Regions from separate parts of the Mus musculus genome. Here region 1 is linked to region 2. The links are chromatin contacts, called in public HiChIP or PLAC-seq maps. All regions are on one chromosome and are shown on one strand. Each heading gives the region's core, a stretch centred on a gene start, on an enhancer-like site or on the middle of the called end of the contact. The rest is flanking DNA. Distances are from core to core; before and after follow the strand shown. Region 1 overlaps Gm34004 (a long non-coding RNA gene). Region 2 overlaps Gm34424 (a long non-coding RNA gene).

Region 1 (3,156 bases), core at 81-2,580, 420 kb after region 2:
GGCCTCTTCCTCCACAAGCTGGTTGAGGCTGGGGTCCCTTCCAACAGGATATCCATAGAGAGCCCAGGGTTGAGATCCAGTAGGGACTACAACCTTCTGGAAGACCTCAAGATGATGGGGAAGCCACAGAGGGCAGCATACCTGGGCACATCCCTCCCCAAAAGACAGCTTCCTGGCCCCAGCTCCATCACTATTAAGCAGCCTCCAGACTTCCATACCAAGGCCCTTCTTGTCCCTGCTCCTGCCCCTACTAGTTCTGCTGTGTATCTTCAGTGCCTCCTGTGGGGATAGAAGATGCCCTGTTTGCAGATACGAGGGGGACACAAATCTGTGAACAGGGACCAAGAGGAGGGTCTAGGCGTATTGAAACCTAGAAGTGCTTTCCTGGGGGAGGGGGTCCCAGCACATCCCCGAGCTGCTTTCAGGCTGGCGGCTGGGAGCTCGGCACACTAGCTCCAAGGGTCTTTATTCTGATTAAAATGGCTGTCCATGACTAATGCATGGTGTGAAAGGCACTGGATACAGTCTGAAACAGCGCCCAACTTCCAGAAACACGAAAGGCTATCAATTATTGATCCTCAGGCCTGAGACGTTGCTCCATGGGAAGGAGCAGCCCCGGGATCATATTCTATGCGCAGCTCCCAAACCCTCCAGAAACACTGACTACTCTGTGGGATGGACCAGAGCAGGAGGCAAGCTCGGCAGTGCCCGCAAGGGTCTACTTCCCGTGCCCCTCGCAAGAGTTAGATCCCTAGCTAGAGACCTGTCTAAAGCCAAATTATCGTTTTTATTTTTTTAACAGAATTGTCATTGACTAAAAGGAGCACCCACCAAGCAGCTACCCAACCTTCCTAATGGAAGCACCTCATTAAATTTCCATTGTAACTCCGCCCAGGTTTTGAGATCAAGAAAAACTGGGTGCTGGAAAGGGAGCAGACACCACCCTGTCCTTATTTATGACGCAGAGTGTTTTATGTATACGAGAAGCCAGCCATAATTTGCTTATAAATAATTGACTTCTCCTAGATTGAAATCTCTAGCGGGGCTCCGGGTGTATTCGCAAGCCGGCGCTTCTGCCCACGAAGTGCATTAGGCCCTTTCAAACCTGTCTTACCTCAGCCCCCAACGCACGAAGAGTGATTTCCCCCCCTTCATCCCCTGTAATAACCTTCAACTAACCTTTAAACTGGAGTGAATAATTTAAATCTTATTTTCATATCAATGGAGGAGTCAAGCCAAGCAATTATCTTTTATCTGTGTACTCTGTCGTCAGGGCGGCGGGCATAATCAAGTTTTCCCCAGCGAGCCAGATGAGAGAGAGGACTAAGGAAGTGAGAGATGTTATCTGAAGACATTAACGCAACAATGAATTATTCAATAATGAGTACAAGATCTGTCATAACACACAGGCGCAACCACACACACACACACACACACACACACAGGCTCTACATCTGCCGAGTGTTCCAGGCAGACTAGGGCTGGCAGCCTGGGGGAGGGGTGGCAGTTAGGGGTCTGGGCTAAGCATGACAAATCGGCTGATGATCTGCTCAATTAGGGCAGAGAGCAGGTGTGCCTGTCAGGAGGGTGCGTGGGGCAGGAGGGCTGTGTGGTGGGCCAAACAACACAGAGAGGGAAAGACTTATCGTTCATGTAACAGTCATTTAGAGTCGCTCGGTCTATGATTTTTTTTTTCAAAAGGGGTGGGCCAGCAAGGAGGGAGAAGGAAAGAATTTTTTTTTTAGAAAAAAATAATAATAATAAAAAGCAAGGGAAGGTTGAAATTCCCCACAGTGCTCATTAAAATTCTACTGCATGCGATTCTTCCCTGGGTCCCCCTGGACTGCCCGTGATCATTTTTATTAATTCATAAAATATCGCACCAGAGATTGAGGCTGATGATTAGTGGAGCCGACAGAGGGGCTGCTGTGGTTTCTATCGGATCTCAGCGAGTGAAATCCACCCTCCTACTGTTTCTTGGGCAGCCAAGCTGGGCTGGGAGGGACAGACCAAGGGACCCATGTGTCTAGCTGCTTGTCACAGGCTGTCTCCCTGGCTTTGGCAGATACGTCCTGGCCCTGTCTCTCAGTTCTGGGGAAAGCCCTCCTTGAGGCAGGTTGTCCCTTAACCTTCCTGGGACATGCGCTGTGTGGCAACCTGGAGAAGCAGACAGAGGTGTTCGAATGAGCTCACCTGGCTGGGAAGGTGCCGGAACTTTGAACCAGGACTCCAGGACACGTCCAGACTCTTCTGGGATCGCCCATGTTGCCATCTCTTCCTCTTCCCAGAAATCTAGTGGGTGGCTGTGGACCAATTCCATCTCAAGCTACCTGTGTCACTGCTGCCAGGCGCAGGTGAAGAAAGAAAGCTGTCAGGGTCTCCAGGCCTGCCAGGTGGGTGGGTCCTAGAGAAAGAGGTTGCAGAGACAAAGTCTTTGTTCAGTTGATGGCCTTGTCCTCACAGAACTGCTGTGCTTCTTCTGTCTACCCCCTCCTCTCTCCCTCCTTCCCTTCTTTCCTCCTTCTGTCTCCCTCTGTCTCTCTACTTCTGTCTCTGTGTCTGTCTGACTGTCTGTCTGACTGTCTGTCTGTCTGTCTGTCTGTCTGTCTGTCTGTCTGTCTGTGAAGGTGCACCTATGAATACAAGCAGGAATGCCAGAAAGCCAGAGGATACCATTAGACATTTCCTGTAGGACGTATGGCCGACCTGATTGAGACAGGGTATCTTGGCTTTACTAATAGGCAAAAATGGTCTGACCAGCAAGTTCCAGGACTGCTCCTGTCCCCAGGACTGGGCTTACAAGCATGTGCAGCCATGCCTGCCCGTTACGTGGGTGCTGGGGATGGAAGTGAGTCCTTATGCGTATGCAGCAGGCACTGGACCGGCTGCACCATCTCCCTGGCCCAACTTCCTTTGAGGTTCTGCTGTTCCTCTCCCTTTTCACTGCCCGTGTGTGTGTGTGTGTGTGTGTGTGTGTGTGTGTGTGTGTGTGTGTGTCTGCATTTGTCCATAGCACAAGGCCAGAAAATCTTTCACACAAAAATAATCCTCAAGGCTCCACCCCAGAGATTCAGATCTCACTGGTCTGGGCTGAGACATGGACATACTTTTAGCCAGAGATGTTCAAGTGCTTTGAATGCTGTGAAATGTTCAGGT
Region 2 (3,180 bases), core at 592-3,091:
ATATTGACCACTAATTGTTTCCTAACTAGTGTGGGACCAGTAGATCAATATGCCCCACAGATAGTTAATATCCCCTCTGGCATCTTCCGCTTTAGTTAGAAGTAGTCAAAGCCATGGCACTCTGCAAATCTGAGGGGATGTTTTTCATCTTCTGCAGAATTTGGAGAACTAGAACTTGGCATAGACTGTGACTGGGGGTCTGGGACACGCCAAGGCATCAGACATACCAGAGCAGGGCCAGCGGTGACAATGAAGACGCACAGAGGACCCTGAAAGAGTGGAGGCACCAAGCAAGCTCCCTTTGATCTTTCTGCTCCTACAAGCTACCTCAGCTTGCTTGTTTCTATGACAGACTATTATGGCCATTTGGCTAACCTACCCCTAGAGAGCTTACTAAGGAAAGACTTGGGCATAGAGAAGGAAAGATAGACTTGTAATTACAAAAGCTCTCTTCTCCTTTCTCTGCCTCTGCTCCCTGATAGCTCGAGTCAAGCTCCAAAAGAGCTGGCCTGCTCCTGAGACTTGTGAGTTCTCTGCTCGGGGTGTGTCAGATGTGTGGACAGCCTCTGTCCTTTTCCAGACCCCAGATGGCCCGTGGCAAGCATGGAATTGTACACTCCTAAAGTGCCCAACAATCACTTGATCAATGCATGTCTGTGGGGTGATGTCTAGTTGGCACAGTGAAGGTGGCATTTGAGATACAGGATATCATTTAAGGAGCAAGGGATCATACACTCCTCTAGGGAGACACCAACAAATGTCTCTGCTCCACACCGGGCACGGATGCCAGACCTAAGAAGTGATTCCACTCAGAGCCAGCATGCTGAACCAGTGAGTTTACTGTTATTTATGAGACTACAGATGAGGGGTCGCTCACAGGAGCATAAATGACTCAAAGGAAACCACATCACTGAAGAGCCCACCCTAGTGAGGGACAGCATGTGCCTCCCCAGGGTTCCCCTTGTAACTGAGCTCTCTGTAAGAAGGAAGACATCAGCTTATCTTTCCTATGTCTTTCGATCACTATTTTGACAGATGAATCTGTGTATATGCATGCCCATACACATATGCAGTTGCAAATATCTGTGCATGTGTGTGCGCTAATGTGTGTGTGTGTGTGTGTGAGAGAGAGAGAGAGAGAGAGACAGAGACAGAGACAGAGACAGAGAGGAGGGGTTGGTTCTTTCTCATTCACTTTTCACCTTATTTCTTGAGACAGGGTCTCTCACAGAACCTGATACTCACCAGCTGGCTAACTGGCTGGCCAATGGGCTCCAGGGATCTACCTATCTCTGTCTCTCCAGCACTAGAGCTACCATGCTTGGCATCTTAAATGGGTGCTGCAGATCTGAGCTCAGATCCTTGTGCCTGTACAACAAGCACTTTGTCAGCTGAGCCATCTCCCCAGCCCCAGGATGAATCTTTTAATTGCTTTTATTCCGAATAAGCCAGAAAGCACTGAGCTGCTGAGGCTGGGTCAGAGATGAGTCAGAGATGGGGCTGGCCGGGGTCTCCTGGTTAGTGAGACACTGTGTAAGGATGATGATTTCAGAGATGAGAACGGGGGTGGGGGGGAGGGGGTTCAGATTAGGGAGGACCCCTTCTCAAAGTCACATACTTCTTAAATTATCAGGCAGCACTAAGACCCTTAGTCTTGGAGACATGGGAGGCCCTAGTGTTTTTGGGCAGCCCTAGGGGCCCAGCTGCCACCTGTGACCCTGAGCAGCCTGCAGTTACCAGGCAACCAGCCTTGCTGCCCAGCACCCTATTAGAACCCTGCAGCTGCCCAGGCAGCCAAAACTGGTTTAGAAAAGCCTGCTTGGCTGGCAGGTAGGAACAAAGGGAGTAGGCCCCAGTTGACAAGCAGTGTCCCTCTTATTTGCATGTGTTTAAGCCCTAGGCCAGTTAGCAAAGGGGACACATAACTTCAGAGTCCCTGCCAAGCTGGGACACAGAGGTGCTGCAGCTTCATCTGCATTTTGGACATCTGCCCTGGGCTACAAGGGCCAAATGGTTTTCTCTGAGGCAGGCCTGGGGCTCTGAGGTGGCCTGAGGCGATGCCCCTCATTTCTACAGCGACCCCCCCCCCCAACTCTTCCCTGCCTCCCTCTCTGTGACATACGCTGAAGCAGTTTGGAGGCAGAGCAAGGACACACTTCAGTGGCCTAAGGGCACTAGTGGCCACTAAGCACCAAGTGACAGCTAGGGAGACAATTTCTCTTAGTTTGAATTTTTTCTTTCCATGTGTGTGTGTGGGTGTGTGTGGGTGTGGACACTGGGGTTACAGCACCTCTGTGTCCCAGCTTGGCAGGGATACTGAAGCTATGTGTCCCCTTTGCTAACTGGCCTAGGGGTTTAAAGACATACAAATAAGAGGGACACTGCCTGTCAACTGGAGTCTACTACACACACACACACACACACACACACACACACACACACCAGTGTTCACCTGTGTGCATTTGTGGAAATCAGAGGTCAACTTGAGTGTCCTCTATCATTCTTCATGATATTTTTTGAGAAAGGTTCTCTGGCTGACCTTGTGACTCACTGTTTGGGCTAGATTGACTGACTAGCAAGCCCCCCAGGACCTGTCTCTGCATTCCCCATACTTCTGCTTCAATGTTGGGGTTACAGGTACACTCCACACAACTCTTGCCCTCATACTTACTTACATATCAGTCACTTTACCTGCTAAGCCACAACCCAGACGTATCCAACTTTCCCCCTACTAATACCCACATACCATACACTGCACATGGCCTACCATAATCCCTCTTGCACAAAGGAACACACACACACATGCATACATATGTAAACACACAATGCTCCCACATATGCACACATATATAACACATGTACACATACACACAGGCATGCACACCTACACCCACACTGATACTTTTAAAAATGCATACATACACACGCACTCACATGCATGTACACACATTCATGAACATAGGTATAAGTGCATAATACAAGATACACACATACATACATGCACACACATACAACATACTCAAACAAATGCACACACACAGCATACACATATACATATACATGCATACACAAACAGGCATGCATACAGATGCACATACATACCCACATAGAAGCACATATACATGCACATGCACACATACAACATACACACATACAAACACAGGGGCAGACACATATAAA

What was found. HiChIP or PLAC-seq counts read pairs in DNA pulled down with a chosen protein or histone mark.
Region 1: an H3K4me3 HiChIP or PLAC-seq map of embryonic basal ganglia shows a contact between it and region 2, with 3 times the contacts expected there. The contact joins two enhancer-like sites. A contact is called at or near these places in 3 of 115 datasets of contacts at active chromatin or transcription factors (embryonic basal ganglia and embryonic stem cells) and 1 of 9 other capture datasets (embryonic stem cells).

Annotation. Positions count from the first base shown.
Region 1 is chr9:61,110,180-61,113,335 of GRCm38.p6, reverse strand. It overlaps Gm34004 (a long non-coding RNA gene), which reads right to left. Exons shown (of 4, transcript XR_003948177.1): 3 at 2,194-2,404. The region is part of intron 3 of Gm33914 (a long non-coding RNA gene); the gene reads left to right. Among named protein-coding and RNA genes, the nearest start is that of 4933433G08Rik, 6.4 kb to the right of the region's middle. Within about 2 kb of position 1,330, at least 43 of the 459 cell types and tissues checked have an H3K27ac peak or open chromatin away from gene starts, as enhancers often do. A contact at or near this core is called in embryonic basal ganglia, where this site is marked.
Region 2 is chr9:61,529,157-61,532,336 of GRCm38.p6, reverse strand. The region is part of intron 4 of Gm34424 (a long non-coding RNA gene); the gene reads right to left. Among named protein-coding and RNA genes, the nearest start is that of Gm34424, 21 kb to the right of the region's middle. Within about 2 kb of position 1,841, at least 49 of the 459 cell types and tissues checked have an H3K27ac peak or open chromatin away from gene starts, as enhancers often do. A contact at or near this core is called in embryonic basal ganglia, where this site is marked.